Regions from separate parts of the Triticum aestivum genome. Here all the other regions are linked to region 2. A link is a contact called in public Hi-C data. All regions are on one chromosome and are shown on one strand. Each heading gives the region's core, a stretch centred on a gene start, on an enhancer-like site or on the middle of the called end of the contact. The rest is flanking DNA. Distances are from core to core; before and after follow the strand shown. Region 1 has its middle 25 kb from the start of LOC123181417. Region 2 holds the start of LOC123181413 (GDP-mannose transporter GONST3). Region 3 holds the start of LOC123181411.

Evidence for each region. A called contact is a pair of places that touch in the nucleus more often than the background predicts.
Region 1: a Hi-C map of leaf shows a contact between it and region 2, with 4 times the contacts expected there. The contact joins the enhancer-like site here to the promoter of LOC123181413 in region 2. A contact is called at or near these places in 2 of 5 Hi-C or Micro-C datasets (both in leaf).
Region 3: a Hi-C map of leaf shows a contact between it and region 2, with 4 times the contacts expected there. The contact joins the promoter of LOC123181411 here to the promoter of LOC123181413 in region 2. A contact is called at or near these places in 2 of 5 Hi-C or Micro-C datasets (both in leaf).

What each region holds. Positions count from the first base shown.
Region 1 is chr1D:270,329,006-270,332,458 of IWGSC CS RefSeq v2.1, forward strand. No RefSeq gene overlaps it. Among protein-coding and RNA genes, the nearest start is that of LOC123181417, 25 kb to the left of the region's middle. Within about 2 kb of position 1,711, at least 7 of the 8 cell types and tissues checked have an H3K27ac peak or open chromatin away from gene starts, as enhancers often do. A contact at or near this core is called in leaf, where this site is marked.
Region 2 is chr1D:270,109,323-270,112,836 of IWGSC CS RefSeq v2.1, forward strand. It overlaps LOC123181413 (GDP-mannose transporter GONST3), which reads left to right and starts at 1,452. Exons shown (of 2, transcript XM_044593676.1): 1 at 1,452-1,646; 2 at 2,915-3,514. The coding sequence starts at 2,915. TRNAH-GUG (transfer RNA histidin (anticodon GUG)) reads left to right here and starts at 1,213; the gene lies at 1,213-1,284. LOC123181412 (protein SAR DEFICIENT 4) reads left to right here. Exons shown (of 1, transcript XM_044593674.1): 1 at 1-32.
Region 3 is chr1D:269,897,249-269,901,267 of IWGSC CS RefSeq v2.1, forward strand. LOC123181411 reads right to left here and starts at 2,439. Exons shown (of 1, transcript XM_044593673.1): 1 at 1,577-2,439. The coding sequence starts at 2,290. The coding sequence ends at 1,637. LOC123181410 (C-terminal binding protein AN) reads left to right here. Exons shown (of 7, transcript XM_044593672.1): 4 at 1-341; 5 at 469-516; 6 at 958-1,074; 7 at 1,297-1,636. The coding sequence ends at 1,371.

The sequences.
Region 1 (3,453 bases), core at 461-2,960, 220 kb after region 2:
AAGTTAGCTCCTCGCTACATTGGTCCCTTCCGGTTTCTCGCTAGACGTGGATATGTGGCTTATAAATTGGAATTGCCACCGTGGTTTTCTCACATCCACGATGTCTTCCATGTATCGCAACTTCGTCGTTGCTTCAAGGATCCATACCGTGCAGTGGATCATGAAGTGCTTGAATTGCAACCAGACCTCTCTTATGAAGAGTATCCGATCTGCATTCTTGATCAAGCTGAACGCCGCACCTGTCAGAAGGCAATCAAGTTCCTAAAAGTTCAGTGGTCAAACCATTCTGAAGACAACGCGACTTGGGAACGCGAGGATCGTCTTCGTGATGAATACTCCGCTATGTTTTCGTCTACCTCCTGAATCTCGGGATGAGATTTCTTTTAGTGCAGGACTTTTGTAAGACCCCTGTAATTATGCTACAGTGATCCCTGACTAATGATGACATGTCATCCTATTTTTGCTTAGCTTAATCTCTCCTGGATATAAACCTAAGTCAAATTCAAATTGCGAGTGAAATTTAAAATTTCACAAACATGATTGGAAAATAGTTCATCATTTAGCAAAAAACTTATTTACTTAAATGGGCTATAGCAATTAAAATAGTGCCAAATCAACCCTTCTAAATGGTTTTCCATTTATGCAAAATTAACACAAATTGAAATACCTCCCAAACTTTTTGTGGCAGTGCCAAATATTGTAATGCATTTTTGTGGCCAAGTTCTATTTTTGGCAAAAGTCATTTGATGGCTAAAATAAATGCAAACAGTTGCTGTAAAAGAAAAACAGAAAGAGACAAAGAAAAGTCCTAAACCTAGTGGCGATTGGGCCTTAGTGCCAGTGGAGGCCCAACCCACATAAGTCTTCTCCTTCCTCCCGCTACAAGAGGCAGAGAAGGGGCATGGCGGCCATCCAGGCCACCATGGCCGCCGTGTCGGCCATCACACGCCCCCTCGGGTATAAAGCGACGATTGCGAGCCCCGCATCAAACCCTAGCCCGTTTCTTCCTCCCCCTCGCTTGATCTCCTCGCTACAGCAAACCCCGCACCATCGTCTCCACGCCTCACCTCGCCCACGCACCCATGATCATCCCCGCGCCGTGAGACCTCGTCCATCCGCTCTGCCGTCGACCACTGCCTCGACTGCAACCACCAGCTCGAGCCGCGGAGATCTCCCTCGGCGGATCAGGCGTCTCCCTCCGCTTCGGCGGCCGCCATCCCACCGCCTCAACCTACTGCTCCGGTATCGCCCCAGCCTTCCCGAGCACGCCTTCGAGGTCCGCGGTGAGCGCCGCGCGATTCCCCTCTTCCCCCGCTCTCTTCCTCGCTGCTAGATTTTGCGCCCGTGCTCACTGGGCGCTCGCGCTCGCCACGCCCGAACCGCGCCCCTGGGTGGCCCGCGTGCTCCCGCGTGCCTTGCCCCCCCACTTGCCCACTCGCCCCGCTCGCCGCACCTCTGGCCTCACCCGGCCTCACAGCTGCTGGCGGCGCTCGCCCGCGGCCGCTGCTGCTCCCCTGCTGCCGATCGCCGCGCTTGCCACCGCTGCCAGCCATGCCCCGAACGCACCCCTTGACCCGCGTCGTGGCCTGGCCACGCTCACCGGGCCGATGCCGCTACTGCTGGCCATGGCCGAGGGCGCCGTGTGTGCGTGCGTGTGTGTGTGCCGGTTGTGCCCCTGTCATGTGGGGACAACCCTGATTAGATTAGGATTAGGATTAGGTTAGTTTAAGTTAAATGCTTAATTAGCTAAATGTCCCACTGACATGTTGGGCCCCTCTACTAACTAAACCAATTTAAATCAGTAAATAACCCTAATAAATAATGTGTGACTGACAGGTGGTCCCCACCTACCAGTTTGACTGGTCAAACATTGACCCAATCAATGCTGACTAGGTTGCTGACTAGGCGGCCCTGGCCCATTGTCAGCCTCAGTGGCTAGCCCACTCTTATGTGACAAAAATATTTACTGTGCGTAATTTGTTTTAAATATATTTCAGGAATTCCAGGAAAACAATAAAACTTTGAAAAATAATAAATTAATCTGTAACTCGGATGAAAATAATTTATATATGAAAAATGATCAGAAAAATAAGATGAAACCGAATATGCCATCCACATACCTTGCACATGCCTCCAACACTGCAAACATGGAACCTTCCCCTCTGGATCGTCTAGCCGAATAATACCTGGAGCTGGGAAAATATTCCCGAATCTTTTCCCTATTCTTTTAAAATGTTTAGTGATGCATTAGAGCATGTACCCACACACATTGTCGTGCCATTGCATTTGTGTTGCATTTGTTTACTCTGTTATTTATTTGTTTCCCCCTCTGTTACTTCTTTTCTGGTAGACCCTGAGACCGTTGTTGATCCTGTGATTGACTACTTCACCGTCGAGGATCTGTATCTATCTGCAGAGCTTCCATGCAAGCAAAACCCATTGATCATTCCTATATCGCCCATTCTTTCTCTCTCATGCTTGCATTAGATTTTGCTATTGTTGTTCGATAACTCCTATTCTGATGCACAACCTGCTTTTGTAACCTGTTGTTGTTACTTTACCTGCTATCCTATATGCTCAGTATAGGTTGGTTAGTGATCCATTAGTGGCCCCATACCCTTGTCCGTGTTGCCATGTTTTACTACTGGATGTCTCAATCAATGTGATCAATGTACGAAGACTGAACACATTACCGGCACCCCTCCTTGGTTGTACGACTCTGCAGAGCTACTATCGAGTGACGAGGGTGATACCTCGCATCTCACTCCTGATGATTTCTCTGTATTGAAGCCAACCGGTCGTGGACTATAGAGGGTGACTCCTCATTCACCACTCCCGATGATGACTCTGTCGTGCAACGATACGTCCATTTTGCATCATGATTTCTACTGTTATTTATAATGTTTTTATGCATAATAATGCTTTATGAAGTAATTCTAATGCCTTTTCTCTCATAATTTGCAAGGTTTACACAAAGGGCGAATGCCGGCAGCTGGAATTCTAGGCCTGAAAAAGCTACGTCCGAGTTACCTATTCTACACATCTCCAAATGAGCTGAAAATTTATGGAGAATTATTTTGGAATATATAAAAAATACTGGAGCAAATAACTACCGGAGGGGGGCCAGCTAGTGAGCACAAGACATCAGGGCGCGCCAAGCCCCCTAGGCGCGCCCTGGTGGGTTGTGCTCAGCTCAACCCACCTCCGATGCCCATCTTCTAGTATATAGGTCATTCTGACCTAGAAAAAATAAGGAGAGGACTTTCGGGACAGAACACCGATGTCTCGAGGCGGAACTTGGGCAGGAGCACTTTTGCCCTCACGCGAAGCGATTCCGCCGGGGGAACTTCCCTCCCGGAGGGGGAAATCGAAGCCATCGTCATCACCAACAACCCTCTCATCTTTTGGGAGGCAAATCTCCATCAACATATTCAACATCACCATCTCCTCTCA
Region 2 (3,514 bases), core at 202-2,701:
ATACAGTGTAATGGCTTATCTGTGAACTCAAATCTTTTGTATTGTTGGCATTGTTGCTGAGTGTGTTGCAATGTCAGGACTCAGGTCCCAGGACCATCATGATTGCCAATATGGCTGCATATCTGGATGCTCTCTCGGGTGAGGATGAGCTCATACCTTAATACAAGTGTTTTCAGATAATGGGAGAGACCCTAATAAGTGGGAGGAAGAAGATGTAAAAGCATCACCGGATGGTTGTAGTTGAGCCATTTTTAGCTTCAAAGCAAGTGATCCCACATCACCTGTTGCTTGGTTTTCAATATTATTAGCGTATATCTTTTTTTTGCGGGGAATATTATTAGCCTATATCGAGTAGATAGATATTCGTCTGGACCTGTGACGGCCTGGTTAGCTCAGTTCTCTGCAAGGAAAACTCATGTTGAGTGACTGACATGTCCTGGAGGACCTGAAATTTGTTGAAGGGAAACCGAGCGTAACAGCGAAAAGTGGCTGCAGAGGCCGAGCTCCATTGAGCACTATATACATTTCTCAGCCAAAATACCTTTTCCATAACTCAAAAAAATCTGAAAAAATGTTTTCATGTAGACATATACTTGAAGTATACGTGTACAAATTTTCATAAACATATGTATTCATATGTGATGTATACAAAAAAGACAAATACACAGATTGAAATAGGCTTTTTCTTTGTTGTATTTGTGTCAGATATTTGTTTTTTTTGTGTAGCATGCAAATGATCAAATTAGTTACTGAAAATTTATACATACTTAAAGAATATGCATATGCATTTGTACAAAAAAATTGGCATTTTTTGAAATTTTTAAATATATTTTGGTTTTTTTTTTGCAAAACGAGCTCCATGGAGCCCGGTCTTTGCAACGCCACACTCAGCGTAACAGCTCCATGAGTGCCATAAAGAGCTTAGAATGTGTCTTGTCTATATTGAATGGCATTTTGGGGCTAAGATAAATCATGAGGACATTCATGGCTTGCTGTAATACAAAATCATGTGCTCTGACAGATATTATGCTTCCTTCACTTATCTCATGTACGTTTTGAGGACGTAGCCTTTATCGTCGCATTTACAACAGCAGAGATTGAGTTCCCAAATGATCCAGATTCTTTATACTGAGTTTCCTGCTGTTATGGTGTAGACAGATGCTCTTACAAATGTCCGTCTAAGTTAGCTATACATGGGATTCGAACATCAAAGTGGCTGTAGTTTAGTGGTGAGAATTCCACGTTGTGGCCGTGGAGACCTGGGCTCGAATCCCAGCAGCCACACTTCCTTTTTCTTTTTGTGCTAGAAGATGTCTGAACCTTTTGTCTGAACTTGTTTAAGCTCGCATCGGTAAACTGGGCCTGGCCCAAAAATAGGGACAGGCGAAAACGGGCCCCCTCTCTTCCTCCGTGTCTCTCTCTGTCTGTCATTCTAAACAAACCCAACCTCACCACCGACCTCCTCAACTCAAACTCCTACCCTTGCCACAATGGCGCAGTCCGACAGCCCATGCCCCGCAGCGCCGGCGCTGTTCCACCCCGCTCCCTAGCGCCCGTCGCCCCGGTGAGGATCACGAGCCCTCGACGACTCCCCGCCCGTAGATTTTGCTCCAATTCCAAATCCCAGCCAGCAGAAAGCCGTCCAGGTATATGCTTCGATTCTTCTTCGGATTTGATCTAGGGTTCGGGGCGGCTGCGGGGCGCATTTCGTCATTTGTGTCGCCTAAGTTTGTTCTCCGGTTCTTTTTGTGCTAGAAGATGTCTGAACCTTTTGTCTGAACTTGTTTAAGCTCGCATCGGTAAACTGGGCCTGGCCCAAAAATAGGGACAGGCGAAAACGGGCCCCCTCTCTTCCTCCGTGTCTCTCTCTGTCTGTCATTCTAAACAAACCCAACCTCACCACCGACCTCCTCAACTCAAACTCCTACCCTTGCCACAATGGCGCAGTCCGACAGCCCATGCCCCGCAGCGCCGGCGCTGTTCCACCCCGCTCCCTAGCGCCCGTCGCCCCGGTGAGGATCACGAGCCCTCGACGACTCCCCGCCCGTAGATTTTGCTCCAATTCCAAATCCCAGCCAGCAGAAAGCCGTCCAGGTATATGCTTCGATTCTTCTTCGGATTTGATCTAGGGTTCGGGGCGGCTGCGGGGCGCATTTCGTCATTTGTGTCGCCTAAGTTTGTTCTCCGGTTCGATTAGAGTGAACAATCGCAGGAGGAACTATCTATCTTCTGCTCATGCTCCGTGTTACCTTGGCAAGCAGATTTTGATTTACTCTGAGGAAACGTTGGGGGTGCATCCCTTCCTACAAAATTTGCAGCATTTCGTGTGTGTTAATTAAGCATACTGCATGTTTATATGTGCCACCCTTTGAAATTTTGAATCCCTGAACTTGCATGTGTTGTTGCATAGTCATTACTTCAGAGAATCTGCATCACTGCAGATAATGATAAACTCTTTAACTAGTACTGCCTCTGAACTTAACTATGGTTACTCTTGCATGCTATGTTTATGCCCTGTGACCCCTGTCCATGTAGGATACTTGACTTATGTGATCATACAAGGCTTAATTGTTTCTTTTAACATCAAGAAAGTGTTGCTCTTTTACTAGACGGACTAGTACGGAAACAATGTTGTAATTCCCTAATGTTGGTTATCTTGCTTAATACCACTACTTTGTCAGTTTTATTATCTTGGTTGGCACTTTCGAAATGTTGGTTCATATATTTCTCATCAGATTTTCAACGCTCATCAAATATCATGTGTATAGAATTTTGAACTGAGAGTTTTGTTTATGTCATATGTTACAGTAGGCTCCTGGTTACTTATTCCAATAAGATGAGTAGGATCCATCGTGAATTTTAACAGTTCGTTTATTTATTCCGAGCACTTAAAATATAATTTTGGATGCTGCAGATGTCTGATTCCTCAGAGCCCTCGAAAGAAGGTTCTTCAGCCAATGGTTCCAGTGCTCTCCAAAAAACTGGAGCCTGGAGTAGCATATTGAGCACTCTTGTCCAGCAAGCTTCAGTGTATGGCTTGGCTGCTGGTTATTGCCTGTCAGCATCTTTGCTCTCCATTATCAACAAATGGGCAATCATGAAATTTCCGTACCCTGGGGCACTGACAGCTCTACAGTACTTGACCAGTGTTGTTGGAGTTCTCCTATGTGGACAAGCAAAGCTTATTGAGCATGATGGCCTTAATTTCGCAACCATGTGGAAGTTCTTACCTGCTGCTGTGATGTTCTACATCTCCATCTTCACAAACAGCGAACTCTTGCTGCATGCCAATGTGGACACTTTCATTGTGTTTCGCTCTGCTGTGCCAATATTTGTGGCCATCGGAGAGACGTTGTACCTTCACCAACCATGGCCGTCATTCAAGACATGGCTTTCACTATCCACCATACTTGGTGGAAGTGTGATCTACGTTTTCACAGACAACCAGTTCACTATGACTGCTTATAGCTGGGCAGTGGCCTACCTAGCGAGTATGTCCATTGATTTCGTATAC
Region 3 (4,019 bases), core at 1,189-3,688, 210 kb before region 2:
ATTCTTCACGAAGAGATGATGATACTGTGATGAGTGGCCGGGACCAAGTGTTAAGTTCCAGTTCACGATTTGCTTCCCCCGAGGAGTCCAAAAATAAGCTCAGGTCTTCTGCTGAATCTCCAATGGAAATAATTTCTGAACATAAGTTGCCTGCAGGGCTTGGTAGAAAGCCTCCTGAGAGGCTTAAAGATGGCTTTGTCGTTGCCCTAAGGTCAAGAGATAATTCGGGTTTTCATGTTTCAAGAGAAAGAGTTGCTGGTGGTGGCTGGTATCTTGATGTTGTGTCAAATGCTACAAAGAGGGATCCTGCTGCTCAGTTCCTAATCACATTTAAAAACAAGGTGGTAGTCGGGTTTCCTCTGTCTCTCTCCCTCTCCCTCTTGTTTCTATGCTGTTTCCTAACCTGTCAGGTATTTTTTTTGTACAACTACACACACATGTACTTATGATAGGATTTACACCTTTCAGGATACGATGGGATTGCGATCTTTTGTTGCTGGGGGCAAACTATTGCAGGTAATAACACCCTTTTCAGTTAGTACTCGTTCCCTGAAGATATGGTGAGAGGTGAATATAGTACTAGTAGTAAAGTTAAAAGATTATGCACCGGTGTTCTTCTCTGCATGAATCTCTTGGTGATTTTTAGATGCAATGACATCTATGGTCAATTTTTTGTGCTTTACACATTATCCCATTTTTTTGTTCCGTGTTGAAAATTACCAACTTGATTCCACGATATGTTTAAGATTAAGTACTACTAGTGTATCTCGTACTACTCTTCCGTTTGATCTTCTTCTTGTCGTTGAGAATTTATTACTTTGAATAGTTGTGAAGTGCTTGCTCCAGGCTCGATTCCATTGCAGGAGCTTCGAGAAGTTTATGAATAGAATCACTGATTTGTTCTTACATTCCATGATCCCTGTATAATATTTAACTCCCTTTTAAACTTGTTTTCAGGTTAATAAGAAGGCGGAGCTCGTATTTGCCAATCATGCTTTCGATGTTTGGGAGAGCTGGACGCTGGAAGGGTCTTTACTGGAATGCTGCAAACTGATCAACCACAGGAATCCTTTGGTATGCCCGTTTATCTATCACCAATTTATGCACATAACAACAATATTTAAGAGTTAAGATGCACATCTGTCCCCGCCAATGGTAATAGCGAATCTTTATTTTCATCACAAAACAGGACCCGTTAATGTTCTGGACTAGGAATTTCCACTGCCATGACTAACTCGAAAAAACAGTTCTGTTGGTAGTATCTTGTTTCCTGATGGTAGTTAAAATTGTCTGCAGGCTGTATTGGAGGTCTATATCGAGATCCTCGCAGCGGTGAGTGAAGAAGATGGCGTCACCAGGTGGCTCGATTGATCAAAATGACCCATCCATCTGCTTTAGGAGAACGAGAGCAACTGACTCATCAGTGTTGTATTCTGGCTGGCCTGGGGGTTCACTCAGTTTTCTCTTTTTTCCTGCCAAGTGTTCAGTTTTGGCCATTCTACCTATTGCAGAGACCTTGCATAGCCACTGCGAATTGTTTCATAGTTTCACTGCTGTAGCCTGTACGAGTATCAAGTGTCGACAACAAGCGTAGTGCTATTTCCAGTGGAGAAAATATCTAGTCTATTTACAGTTACTACTTGTTATCCTTGTCGATCTCCTCCTTCCACAGCTCCGGCCAGTTGGTCCGGGCCTCGTCGACGCCGAGCAGCGAGCCTTCCTTCTCCGGGTCCCAGCTCGCCGACAGCGTCCCGTAGGCGATGCCGAGCGCCGACGTGCCGAAGGAGAGGAGGATGGTGAGCAGCTGCACCCACGACGGCACCTCGGCCCCGCCCCCGCGCTTGAGCGCGTCGTACACGTTGAGGAGCGCCACGCCCGACGCCATCGGGACGCCCACCGTGAACAGGATCCGCCGGAGGATGCGGTCGAACACCACCTGCGGCAGCTCGTCGTCGCCGCGGCCGCCGCCGTCCTCCTCCTCGCGGGCGGGCTCCACGAGCGACTCCTTCAGGAGCAGCAGCTGCTGCTGCTCCTCCCGCTCGCGCACCCGCTGCTGCTGCCGCTGCTTCTCCTTGCGGCTCGGCTTCTTGTTGCTTGTGCTGTCCGCGGCTGGTGTGCCGACGCCGCTGCCGTTGCCGGCTGCGTGTGGCCGCCGGGCTGTGGCTCGTCGTCGCTTGGACGGTGCGGCGTGAGGCGGGGAAAGGATGGAAGTGGTGGATAGGCTGTGCATCCGTTGGTGATGAGGGTAAGGGGCGGGCTGGAGAGCCGCTACGTGGAGCAAGGCGGCCATGCGCGCCGCCGGTGGATTGGCAGGAGACGACGAGCTGCTCTCCCACTTCCTCGTGGTAATAGCCTTATCGCCATGGGCAGTGGTCAGTGGTGGCGCGTAACTGCATTCTCGATGCGTTCCTGGGTTGGGTGCCACGTGTGTCGTCCCCACAAGAGATAGGCAAACGTTTGTGCCCGGCCGACCGGTTGCCTGGCGATCAAGCCTGTCGTACATCAAAAATGCTAAACGTACGGGCCTCTTACGGGAGTTTTACAGGCCCTTTCCTAATAATCTCTCCGCCCCTCCTGATTTTCACCTGGGTGGGGCCCGTCCCTCCCCACTTAATTCAATCACAACTTGACAAATCAGTATCACCCACGTAATCTTCCGTCGATGTAGCGTTACTCATCGTACATCTAGTTAAAAAAAGAAAGGCTATCGTACATCTCACCCCGTGCACTATCTTTTTTTTCCGGGGGCTTATCTTTTTTCTTTCTTTGTCTTCTTCCTCCCGACCCCCTTCTCTCCACTCCTTGTCTTCTTCCTCCCGACCCCCTTCTCTCCACTCCTCGTCTTGTTTCTCCCGATCCTCTTCTCTCTCTCTCAGCAGCTCATCTTACTCCTTTAGACCGCGTCGCCGGCTAGCCCTAAACCTGTGTAGGTCCCCTACCTCCAACCTCAGCGTCCACGCCCACTTCTTCCACTGCCCATGGCTACCGGTCCCTTTCGCCACTGGAAATGCCATAACCATGGCGGCGCGGCCTCCTCCCCCACTGCTACAACCATCTCCTCCCAAAATGAACCTAAAAGCTTTGCTTCTCCATGGATCCTGCAACCGAGGACCCAAAAAGCTACAACCGTTTGATTCGAAAGCTTCAACCCACGGTATATAAAGCTTCAACCGGACACTGTGCACTGGAAAAAGCTACAATTGTCCATATGAAAGCTTCAACCGTAGTTTAAAAAAGTTTCGATGGATCACATGTGCAACTGAAAAAAACTACAACCGTTCATGCGAAAGATCAAACCATATTTGAAAAAGCTTCAACCAACGAAATAGAGAAGTTTCATCATATCACTACGAAATAAAAAGAAGCTTCAACTTCGTGAGTACACAACGAAAAAGTTGCAAGTGTTGAGATGAAAAAGCTTCAACCCTACTTTCGAAAAGCTTCAACCAGAGACCAGCGACAAAAAGCTGGAACCGACACCTCGCCATTGATGCAACCGACTACTGCGATGGCTTCACGGCGGAGCTGCAGCTGTAGAGATGACAAACTCCACGGACGGGCGGGCTGATTTATTTTGCTGGGTCCGATTTGCTGCATAAGAGGGGCGGGCCATGGGGCACCAGTGGTCCAACTGGCGAGCCGCGACAGCGAGCGGTGCGAGCCGGCGGTGCTTCGAGGTCGTTCGTCTGGTCGACGGTTTGCTACCCCTATGTGCGTGCTAGAGACGAAGGAGGATGGGGAAAGGAAAAAGAGAAGACAACTGAGATCCAACAGCCCATGTACTCTCATATCGAACGACTGCTAGGCAGCCGGCCGAAAATTGGGCCGGCCGGCCGGCGCCTAGCGTGGCTCTAAAAGCATCTCCAGCCGTTGCCCCCCCAGGAGGCATATTTTTTGCCGCTTGGGGGCTGCCGGCGAAATTTTTGGCCTGGGAGGGGGGGCAAAATTTTCCACTCGCTGTGCCCCCCACGAGCATGTTGAGCGCGGCGGCGTCGACGACCTCCTCGGCAAGCGCGAGG